Regions from separate parts of the Mus musculus genome. Here regions 1 and 2 are each linked to region 3. The links are chromatin contacts, called in public HiChIP or PLAC-seq and promoter capture Hi-C maps. All regions are on one chromosome and are shown on one strand. Each heading gives the region's core, a stretch centred on a gene start, on an enhancer-like site or on the middle of the called end of the contact. The rest is flanking DNA. Distances are from core to core; before and after follow the strand shown. Region 1 holds the start of Dbndd1 (dysbindin (dystrobrevin binding protein 1) domain containing 1). Region 2 holds the start of Cpne7 (copine VII). Region 3 holds the start of Spire2 (spire type actin nucleation factor 2).

Region 1 (3,785 bases), core at 978-3,477, 180 kb before region 3:
CTCAAAAGCAGCACCTAGAAGCACCTGAGCACAGTTAGGTCAGCTGTCGAATGCTGTCAGCCGAGAGCTCAGATTGTCAGCCGGAACATACACAGGTGGACTCCGGGTAGCCTGTTTTTTACGGGAGCCTTCCAAGAAAGCTGGATTTCTTTCCTAAAGACCTAGCCTTGGGAGTTGCACTGTCTCACATCTCCCACACTCTACTAGCCAGTGCAGTCACAGGCTCCAACAGCACTGCAGCTAAAAGATCCTGATGGTACGGTTCTGGAAGAAATGGTTCCAGCAGTTTTGGCTTGTTTGTTGAGGCGGAGTCCATGTAGCCAAGGCTGACCTCAAAGCCAGACCATCAGCAAGATCAGAGATGAACATGAACTGCTCCTCCTGCCTCCACCTGTGAAGCATTTGGGACAGGTGTGTAGCACCATGATTGGCTCCCTGACATTTTAACTGCTTTACTATTTTGGAAAGCACAGCCTGCTAATGTCCCAGGTACCTAATAGTGGCCTATGCCCAACCCTCTTTTTCTTTTTTTTTTTTTTAAGATTTATTTATTTTAAGTACACTGTAGCTGTCTTCAGACACCCCAGAAGAAGGCATCAGATCTCATTAGGGATGGTTGTGAGCCACCATGTGGTTGCTGGGATTTGAACTTAGTGCTCTTAACCGCTGAGCCATCTCTCCAGCCCTCCCCCTCCCCCTAAGCTAACCTTATAACCCTGGTTTTGTCCCAGGGAGGAAAGGAATGACCAAGGACCGAGCACTGACTCAGCCAGGCCTGGTGGGGTTTCAGAGGGCTTTAGCCAGCTGGTGGGGATGTTCCCTTGTTTTGTAAACTAAGAACTATTTAACTTTCTGAAATCGGCCTTCAAGCTTAAAGGCCACAGGCTACCTTGTGTCCACTAGAGCTGGGCAGAAAGCCAGAGCTTTGACTCAGACCCTACTTGATTCAATGAAGCTTTTTGGCTACTGTCCTAGCCATCCATTCTGCCCAAGGCAGTACCAACTTATTTCATCCACTCAAATTCCCCTCAGCCTGTTCAGTTATGAATAACTCATCTTCTCTGATAATTTCCTTTGTTGTTTTGTTTTTGTTTTTTTGTAAAAGTGTAAATGGATTTTAGATTGGGCCTTCTGACTTCTAACCCTGAATTGTGCAACCTGGAGAAAGTTGCTGTCTGTCGGTCTCTGTGCCGGGCATCTTTAGATCTCTAGGAGTAAAGAGATACTGTGTATCTTAGTTAGGGTTACAATTTCTGTGAGGAAACACCACGACCGAAACAACTTGGGGAGAAATACATACTCGGCTTACACTTCCACACCGTTGTTCGTCGACAAAAGCAGTCAGGGCCAGAAGGGAAAGCAGGCCAGGAGGCTGGAGGCAAGAACTGCCGCCCAGGCCGAGGAGGAGCTGCTTACTGGCTTCCTCCTCACGACTTGCTCAAGCTGTTTTCAAAGAGCCGCCTGCCTCTGCCTCTCTGCCTCAGCCCTGGGATAATTAAAGGTCTGTGGTACCAAGGCCTAGCCTTAGCCTGGCCTTAGCCTGCTTTCTTATAGAACCCAGGACTACCAGCTCAGAAATAGCGCTACCCACAGTGGCCTGGCCCTCCCACATCAATAATTAAGAAAATGCCTTACGGCGGAACATTATGGAGGCGTTTTCTTAATTGGGGTTCCCGCCTCTCAGATAACTTCAGCTGTGTTAAGTCGACGTAAAATTAAATGGCACACTGTGCCATGCAAGCAGGTCTGATGCAGGACTGGCGTTTGGAGATGGGACTCCAGCTGTGGGTTATCAATACATCCAAGGCCTTCTTTTTACCAGGTCACCCCCCACTCCTCCCGGACTTGTACTCTCAATATGGATTCAATAGCATTAATCAGGTCCACAATTCCAGGCTTATCAGTTGAGGGTTCTGGGGCTGCTTTGGCCCTTCTTGTGGCACCTCCTCTCCTAACTCTTTTGCCAGGCTCCTCATGTCGCTGGCGCCCCACAAAAGCCCGAGGTTGTGATGGATAGATGGACCGCAGCCAGCGCGCAGCTCAGTGCGCAGGAGCCAGGGAAGCTAGCTGAAGTCGGAGGTCCGCAAAGGGCTACGTCCCTGCAGAAGGGTGGGTGGGGGTGGGGGTGGGGGGGTGGGAGTGGGATGGGGGGGGGTTGTTGTTGGCCGGGTCGGCAGGGGGCGCGCGAGGAGCAGGGCGGGGCTGCACCTGTGCTGCTGGCTGCTGGAGATGGGGAGGGGAGCGGCGCCAGAAGCAGCTGCGCGCCCCGCCCCGCGGGCTCCTCCCCGCCACCGCGGCCCCTTAGCTGCTGCCCCGATGCGCTGTGCCCGAAGCCCGGACTCAGTAGTCACCAGAGCAGTTGGGGCACCCGGGCTGTCGCCGCCGCTGCCCACACCCCCCGCGGACCCCATTGGCCGCATGGAGTCTCCCGAGGGCGCTGGTCCGGGAGGTGAGTCCGACCCCGGCCCCCAGAACCCAACAACAAACCGCAGCCCCTCCCTCTGCCCACTAGCCAGCTACTCCCGGGGCCTGGAGACCCGCTGATGCCTTCTGAGCCCGCCCGTCCGACTCAGAGCTAGGGGCGGAGGAGGGGGCCGGGCCAGATCCTTGGAAACGTGCGGGTATCCGGCTCGGCAAACACAGACTGCGTCTCTTTCCCTGATATGCGAGCTCCGGGCTCCGGAAGGCTTGCGGACTGCCCTCCAAGGAGGTGACCAGGGGTTGCGTCCTGAGCCCCCTGCCAGCCGAGCCTGGGAGCGGGGGAGGGGCGTGTAGGGGCCGGAGTTAGGGATCTGGAGAGGGGATTCGTAGGGGCGATGCTACCCGCTTGTTCACGCGTAGGCTTTGTTCGCCCCAGCCGCGATACCAGGAGGAATGACAAGAGGCGGAAGGGGGTCTGGGGCTCCCGACTGAGCTGGGGTTTTTGTGAGGTCATGGCGCATGCACCCGAGCTCTTGGTGCTGCAGGGCAGCGGCCTCCGAGCTGCCCAGCTGCCATATATTTGGAAGGGAAGGTGTGAATGGTGTGCTCCTTCCTCGGCCTCTCCCAGCAGCTGAAGACCCTTGAGGTTAACATCTTACCGCAGGGTCTGCCCTCCTTGGAGCGTGCCCACAGGCGGGTGGCTGATAATAGAGAGAAAACTCTTAAAAATCACCCACCCTGCGTCTCAGCTTTCCAGAAAGCTTTTCAGGGATCCATCGCTGTGGGAACTTGGATGTAATCTGAACAATCCATCACTTGCTTAGCCATACCCAACACCTCTAGGATTTCCTGAAGATCCCATCCCAAGGAAACACCAAGTGTCTGAGGATTTGGCCAGCTTGCCATTCCGCCTGCAACCCAGCCACACGATGGCTTCTTCTGAAGTCCAAAGGGTTGCCCGTGGGAGCTGTCCCCAAGCGGCTCCTATGTCTACAGGCGGGGAGCAGTGTCCTGCTTGAAAACCCTTATCTGCCTAAGCGCCAGACACTTTCCAGCCAGTGGGATTGGTTGTGCTTTGTTTTGTTTTTATGGGAGACCAGCGTTCTTGCTATTGACAGTCCCCAGACCCTGGGTCTTCCCAGCACCAGCTCCGTGGGTACCAGAAGGTAGATGGTTTGGAGAGCAAGGACTTGGCTTGTAGAGCTCAGAGTTATTTTTTGAGCTGTGCGATGTTGGAAACTTGCCTGTGCCCCTGAGCCTCCGTTAGCATGGCTGTCAATACAGGCAGCCCCCTTGTATAGGGCAGAGGTCTGTCTTTCTTTCTTTCTTTCTTTCTTTCTTTCTTTCTTTCTTTCTTTCTTTCT
Region 2 (3,560 bases), core at 811-3,310, 220 kb after region 3:
ATACTTGCATGCCTGGGATAAAAGCACACCCTTCCCCTAGCCAGCCACAGGCTGCAGATTCTCTGTATTCTCTCATCTTGTGCCCACCACCGCCTTCCTATCTCCACATTATAGATGGTAACACTGAGGCTCAGGGACCAGCAGGGTCCTGCCTAAGGACCAAGATGTCAGGAACAATATCAGATTCTAGTCCTGGGCAAGGCAAGTCTAATGTGGAGACATTTTCCCCAGCACTCAGATGAGTGGCAAAGGGATTTCCCTGCCAGAGGGTTCACCAGTCCCTCCCACCGAGTTCAGCTCCTTCCTTCAGAACATACACCACTGACAAACCTTAGCTAATAGACTACCACGTCCTCTCAGCATGGAAGCTCCTGCATGTAAGACAAGGGTCTGCCTGGGCCCTTCCCAGAAATGTATGTACCAGGCAGCAATCAAGCCAGGCAATGCTATGAGAGGACCTGGGTCACAAGATGGTCCTTAAACAGACAGCTGCAGAGCAACCCCTTAATACCTTCTAGGGGCGTGACCACCAAAATGCTTTTGGGTATGTTCTTTATCTTCTAGGGCAGCGAACCACAAGACTTCTCAGACCCAGAGCCTAAGGAGTATGCTGAGATGCAGAGTTGGTTTTATGTGGGTCCCCGGGATACATTCTCCCCTTCACTCTCTGGATCCCCTGCACATTCACGGTGCCCTGGCTACCCTACGATAGTCACATAGTCTATCTGATACCTCTTTCCTGGCTCTCCTCCCATGTTTCCTGCATATGACTGCCACAGCCAAGTGGTGGCTCAGAGCTGCTGTTGGGGGAAGGGGGGACACTCCTGCTTGAGTAGAGACTCAGGTTCAAGTCTTTTATGCCTGTCAGGCCTTCCAACTAAGGTGTGCCCCTGTTTCCCACTCTTGAGACAAAGCCAGTCCCATGGGAGTTGGCAACTGAGAAAGTGGTTTATACACACTACAACACGGGCTATATAAAACAGCAGCCCAGAACATGGGCAGAACCCTGACACTACCCCAGAACAGGGGCAGTACCCTTCTGGGGGCTAATGGGAGCTGGTGACTACGGGGAAGCCCACTTTCTGAAGACCCTGGCTACCCCGGGTTTATGGGTGGCCAGTGGAAAAACCCCATGCTGGAAACAGGTACTCAGATCTGGGTCGGCAGGGGGCATTAAGGAGCGGGGAGGGGCTTTCAGTCCTCAACCGTAGCCACACGCACGCACGCAATTTGTGATTTCTCCTAAATCGCAGTGAGGAGACAGGTTGTAGGGTGGAGAGTCCTCTAACCAGGGCGTCTTAAATCTGAGCGATGGAGTCCCTGTGCCGCCCGGGGCCAGCTCCATTCTACCCAACCAGCATGTCTAGCTCGCAGCCCTAACATCACTGACGCTGCTTTCACTGGCGAGAAGCTCATGGCTGCTGCAGCCAATAAAGGTGGGACCCTGTGACCTTAGACAGTCCCTATACCTGCCTCAGGCAGCGTCCCCACTCCTGAGCTGCACTCCCTCCTGCGCTCCTTAGTCTAGCCTGGGCGCTTCACTCTTGCTCGACAATCCCAGGCTGAGACCCTCGGCTGTACTTCTAAGCACTTTTCCACCGAGGTTCCTTTCTGCCGCTGCTCCCGTTGCTATGCCCTTCCTCGCAGCAGGTGGACACCTCCTCTTTTGCCCCGGCAGCCCCAGTTTCAGAACACCCTTGCCAGCACCCCAAATCTCAACTCACACTTAGGTCTTCAGGTACCCAGCTCCCGGTCATTGGCCGCCCTACCTGTAGCCACTGGCCCTGTGCCTGCTGCAGCAGCACCACGCTGGGGTCGGACTTGGTCAATGGGTCCCGGTCCAGCAGGTGCCGGCAGCTCAGCCGCAGCTCCACCTTCGAGGCGCAGGGTGCAGGCACCACCCCCGGGGCCACCGCGCGCTCCGAGTCGCCGCTCATGCTTCAGGCTCCGCACTCGAACCGGTGGGCGCCGGAGAAATGGTGGCCGGACCAGGCGTGGCCGCGCTTCCCCGCACGCCCGCCGGGCGCGGGCACACGTGTCTCGGGCGGCCGCCACAGAGCGGGGGCTGTAGGGCGGCGATGCAGCGGGGAAGGGATGGAGGGGACCGCGAAGGGGCGGGGCCTGGGTGGGGCCACCGGAGAAAACCACAGGGACCTGGAAGGGAGCAGATAGCCCGGAGAGCCGCCCCTTGAAGAGGGGTTTCGATCCCCTCACTGGAGCGGAGAGATAGGGTCTGGGTTGCACGCAGGCTATGGGATTGTGGTCTCTTTATAGAGTCCATCGGTTCTGGAGGCTCCGCACTGATCGAACCTAGGCATCGGGTTTGCTTCGTCCAGACAGCCTCCGAGAGAGGCACTAGCCACCCCAGAGTCACACCAAAGCCCATGTCCCTTTTGGGATTGTCACCTAAACCAATGATCAAGTTAATGGGCTCTCACTGTTCGACCGGCGCTCACTGGCTGCAGGAAGGGTGTCCCTGTTTCTCAGAATTTGTAGGCCAGGGGCAGGCAAGAAGAGTTTCGTCATCGATCTCTGGTCTATGGCTGAGGGTCAGAGAGGGACTAGGAGCGTTCTCTCCCGGCCACTCTTACCGGGCTTGTCCACAACCATTCCCCCAGGTGGAAGCGAGGCTTCGTTACCCCCTCCCTCTTGTACCATCCCTCTCCTTCCCAGAGAAAGGCACTCGGAAGAGGAGGTGTTGGCTCCGACAGCAATCACCCTCAGCCCATTCTCTTTGCCAATTTCTGCCTAAATATAGGGCAGAAACCGGACCCAAAGCCACGGCTGGGGCGGGGATTGAGGTGAAGGGGGCGAGAGATCCGGAGTATAGAGCGGGATGTATATGCCTGTGGGGGCGTTGCGAGATGTGGTGTGTTCAGCATCAACAAACAAGACTCCTGAAGAGTCTGGGGTCAAAATGGTGTTAACACCAAGACAGGGATATACAAGACGGTGGGAGGAGAGTGTGGGAGGTAGCGTAGCTTTCGATGAAGTGGTAAACTCAAAGGGTATTGTGGGGACAACACCTCCTCCGCCAGCTTGGACCAGGGACATATCCCTCCCATTAGCCACGCTTCTGCTTATGGGCTGCAGCATCTAATCTCCATTTCCTGAGGCTCACCTATCACCATCCTGCTTCCCCAGCTGTTCTGAACCATCCTCCTCCAAAGCTGGCCCCAGTCAGGGCCCTTCCCTCTGCTAAGTCCAGCCTGGGTAGCTCTGGGTCTCTCAGTCCTGTAGGGTTGGGAGAACCCATCTGTAGCTCACTGTTGCTTGTGGGGTTGTAGTTGTGGCTTTCTGTTCACAAGGACTCATGGTTGTCCCAGAGCCTAGGATTCCCTGGGATTCTTCCATTCTGGGTCAGACCCTGGACCTCTTGGCCACTCAGCACTTACCATGAGCAAAGAGAATGCGAAATCCAAACAAAGAGCGAGGCTCAAAGCAGATCCCCAGCCCCACAAAGGACCAGCAGTGCCCACAGGGCCCCTGGACTCCCCAACAGGACTTCCAGGTCACTGCCCTCTGGGCTGTTCCCAGATCCCCAGGCAGACTTGCTGCCT
Region 3 (3,943 bases), core at 428-2,927:
GTGTTAAGGCTGTGAAGAGTTGATGGTGGTGCACCTGCCCCTTCAGGCCAGCCTTGGAAGAGGGAGCCCAGCAGGGTTTATGCAAATCATGCCACTTTCTGAGCGCACTGGCCAAGGTTAAACCTCAGCCTACCTGGGTGTTGTGTTTATTATTTCCCTGTGCAATATATCGGGGCTTTTGTGCAAAATTTAACAGCTTGGAAGTGTCAGGCAGGGGTGTGGAGGGAGGGAGGAAATGGGTATAGGCTGAGAAGCCTGGGAAAGCCACGGTGGCGGCTCCTCTGTGCGCACAATGGGCCCTTCCTGCTCCAGAGGCAGCTGTTGTCCTTTGCTTCTCTTTGGCCTTGCTTATCATTCCTAGTCCCCCGCAGATGCCTGCCTGAGAGAATTTCTGCAAGCCCACAGCTCTCGGGGTTGGAGGGAGGCCAGCCTTCCCTCAGCAAACACACAGCCTGCCTTTGTGCTCCCAACCGGGTATCAACTTTTGGGGTACTATCACTGTATGCCCCATACTAGAACTACAGTTCTCCAGGGGGAAAGTGAGGCGGAACAGTAGACAGGAGCCTGAACTCAACGCTCTGAATAGACTACAATAATCTTTCAAAAGCTCAATTGTTGGTTCTCACTGTTTAAGTTTTGGTTTTTTTTTTAAATCACAGGTTATACACTCTGCTTACATTTACAATTAAACTCAAAAAATTAGTATTAATTCAGTACAGACTCAGAACAAGGCACATTACTCCTGCTCTCCCTACCCCTAGAAAAAGGCACACATCTCTAAGTAGCCTCAAGGTCTGCAGTGTCGCCAGAGGGGAGTACCAGTTTCACGGGAACACCCACAGGCCCTGCCAGAGCAAGGCCAGAGGACTGCAGACTCCCCCAAACCATCTTAAAGGGAACTGACTAAAGGAGAGGCTTCCGAAATTCAGGACTTGACCGTAAGATACTCCGGCTTTTAACCAAAGCCACTCTCCCCTGGGGAAAGCGTCCCTGGGCGCGAGCAGCCAACCGGCCGCTTCTCATCAAGAACGATGGGCTGTTGGTAGGGTTATCCCAGACTGCGTGTGTGTGTGTGTGTGTGTGTGTGTGTGTGTGTGTGATAGTGGGCTGTTGGTAGGGTTATCCCAGACTGCGTGTGTGTGTGTGTGTGTGTGTGTGTGTGTGATTGTGGGGTTCTCCTAGGTCGAAGGGAAGACAAGGAGTCCCAGATCCAGAGGGCAGGGTGGGGCCTTCCCGGTCCGGTAGAGCGCTATCTGGGCGCTGATGTGAGAAAGGTCGAGGCCCCGTCACTTGGCACCGGGGTGCCCTCAGCGGCCGCCCGCTCGCCCGCCGCGCCGGCCACACCCCCACCCACTCCGGTGCGCCTTACCGGGCTCCAGCCGCGCGCCAACCGAACCGTCCCTACGCAGGAGGATGTCTGCCGTGTCCCGGATGCGCCGCACGCCGCCCGGCTCGCCCCGCAGCCCGCGGCAGCCCTGGAAGCACACCGCCCAGGCCTGCTCCTCGTTGATGGGCTGCTCGTACACCTTCAGCACTTCCTCCAGGGACAGCTCCCACGGCTCGGGCCGCGCCGCGCCCCCCGCGCGTTCGGGAGCTGCTGCGCCGCCGCCGCCCGCCCGGGCCATGGCCGCCCATCATCGCCGCCCGCGCGCGCGGCGGGTCTCCATAACAGCGGGGCGACGCACCGCCGAGCGAGGGGGCGGGTCCCGCGCCGCCCGTGTGCTTTGTCATTCCGGCCCCGCCCCTCGCGGGCAGATGCAGGTGAGGGCGGGGGCTGATGGAGGAGGAGGAGGCTAATGGTCAAAGAGGCGGGGCCGGGCGGGGAGGGAAGGGAAGACCGGTAGGGAGGGGCGAGCCAGGGGGAGGGGCAGAGCTAGGAGGGGCAGCCGGAGAGGGAGGGTGCAGGACAAGAGAGGACTAAGGTTTGTTAGAAACCGGTTGGGGGTGCGAGGAGGAAAAGCTGACTGAAGAGGGGTGGGGTTAAGCATGATGGGGACCTTGCACACGAACACACACACACACACACACAGAGGCACACGTACACGCGCTCCCTTGGCTCTGGCTCTTTAAAGCAGACAGTGCCTGTGATGGTCTTTGTGGAAGGCCTGGACCTTAGGAGGTCGCTATAGTGTGATTGGCTCAAAGATGATGCAAGCCTTCAGGGATGAAGTACTTCATAAATGGTCCTTTTTTTCTGCTCGAAAGGATCAGCTTCAAACCCTTAGTGTCTTAGTGACAAACAATGTGACCGAGCTAACACAACACCTCATTCTCAGAGTGTGTTGCCTTCATTCCAAGGCACATCAAAAGTGTTAACAAGCTAAGCACAGCACACAGCTTTGTTGAAAGTAGTTTCAGCCATCTTTACGACGGTTGAGAAGAACAGAGCGAGAAGACACAGCTGGGAGATAAATGATAACAAGGCAGTTGGTCTCGGGCTTTGCTTTGCGGTAGAACTATCGCCTAGGAAGCACAAGGCTGGGACATAATTGTAAGAGAGAGACTTGGTGTAGGGCTGGCTGACAATCTCCTCTGGATTCTTAGTCTTCAATTGGAAAGAAAGGATACAAATGAATTTTGCCTGAAAGTGTTTATAATCAATATCTGGGCGAGTGTGACATCCTTCAACCAGTTCTCAAGCTTATGAGACACAACAGATTTAAGCGGAACCAAAGGACACTGGAGAAGAGGAAATGAAAGGGAAGGTTCTCTCTGCTCAGGATACATTGTGCAGACAACCTGGAACTCTGGCTCTTCTTCCCTAATCCTCAGAAACTTCAAGGGCTACCTCAGTAGGGAAGGAACAGTAGGAACCTCCCACAAGGAAACTCATTCCTTGCTTATGTTAGGAATGAGAGCCTGTATCCAAGTAGTTTAAGGAAAGTCTGAGTCACACAGTACCAAGTGTGTGCTGACAGCGCCCACTGATGAGGCCAGGGTGTTTCTGGTTGGCCGGCTCATAGAATGGTTTCTGTGTTTCTTTTTCTTTTCTTTTCTTTTCTTTTCTTTCCCCTTTTTTCTCTTTTTTCTTTTCTTCTCTTCTCCTCTTTCTTTCTTTCTTTCTTTCTTTCTTTCTTTTAATGGTTTTAAGGTGTTTATTGTAGAAAGGCAGAGAGAGGGAGAGAGTAGAGAAGTAGAGGCTGGCTATGACCACGTGGAGAGAGGGGAAGGGAAAGCAGAGAAAGGGGGAGCAAGGGAGTAAGAGCAAGAGAATAAGAGGTAAGAGAGCTATTTCTGTAATTCTAATGGGTGGTATCTTAGCCAGGGTTTCTATTCCTGCACAAACATCCTGACCAAGAAGCAAGCTGGGGAGGAAAGGGTTTATTTGACTTCCACTTCCACATTGCTGTTCATCACCAAAGGAAGTCAGGACTGGAACTCACACAAGACAGGAAATAGGAGCGGATGCAGAGGCCATGGAGAGATGTAACTAGCTCAGAACCTGGAATCACAACTCAATTAAGGAGTGAGCCACCCACGCGCTGTGCGGTGACCCGGGAGTGATGGATCACAGCTGGGGATTTACAGTAAGGAAGTGCCTCTCAGGGAGACCCAGTGTGTGGGGGTCCCTGACCCAGAGGGCAGCAAGAGACCAGGCAGAAGTCAGGCAGTGTGTATGTGTGCGGGCATCTCCCAGGCTCCCTCAGTGGTACTGCCTTGCCCCACTTTAGCAGCAGAAGCACCCACAGGAGATGCATCATTCTGGTGTCAGTGAAGTGAATGGGCAGAGGATGGAAATTATCCACAAGGAAGTTATTTAGGATGCAGCACACTATTTCCCATTATCATCACAGGGCTCATGCCTTAAAGATTTGAGCCTTAACTGTTTGCGCCAACCATAGATTGGCAATTGGATCGTGAGGACTCTGACATAATCAATGGATATTCTACATATTTCTTTTTTTTTTTCTACATATTTCTTATTGGTTTTTATTGTCTGTGT

What was found. HiChIP or PLAC-seq counts read pairs in DNA pulled down with a chosen protein or histone mark. Capture Hi-C pulls out chosen DNA fragments and counts their contacts.
Region 1: an H3K4me3 HiChIP or PLAC-seq map of embryonic stem cells shows a contact between it and region 3, with 15 read pairs. The contact joins the promoter of Dbndd1 here to the promoter of Spire2 in region 3. A contact is called at or near these places in 11 of 39 promoter capture datasets (3T3-L1-derived adipocytes, the C10 cell line, the HPC-7 cell line and 6 more), 2 of 484 Hi-C or Micro-C datasets (the HL-1 cell line and embryonic stem cells), 14 of 115 datasets of contacts at active chromatin or transcription factors (the 230-238 cell line, the SCID.adh cell line, bone marrow-derived macrophages and 4 more) and 4 of 9 other capture datasets (adipose tissue, embryonic stem cells, liver and 1 more).
Region 2: a promoter capture Hi-C map of adipose tissue shows a contact between it and region 3. The contact joins the promoter of Cpne7 here to the promoter of Spire2 in region 3. A contact is called at or near these places in 4 of 115 datasets of contacts at active chromatin or transcription factors (bone marrow-derived macrophages, embryonic stem cells, microglia and 1 more) and 3 of 9 other capture datasets (adipose tissue, liver and pancreatic islet).

Annotation. Positions count from the first base shown.
Region 1 is chr8:123,513,897-123,517,681 of GRCm38.p6, reverse strand. It overlaps Dbndd1 (dysbindin (dystrobrevin binding protein 1) domain containing 1), which reads left to right and starts at 2,227. Exons shown (of 4, transcript NM_028146.4): 1 at 2,227-2,449. The coding sequence starts at 2,317.
Region 2 is chr8:123,115,874-123,119,433 of GRCm38.p6, reverse strand. Cpne7 (copine VII) reads right to left here and starts at 2,060. Exons shown (of 15, transcript NM_170684.2): 1 at 1,770-2,060. The coding sequence starts at 1,937.
Region 3 is chr8:123,330,447-123,334,389 of GRCm38.p6, reverse strand. Spire2 (spire type actin nucleation factor 2) reads right to left here and starts at 1,677. Exons shown (of 15, transcript NM_172287.2): 1 at 1,370-1,677. The coding sequence starts at 1,625.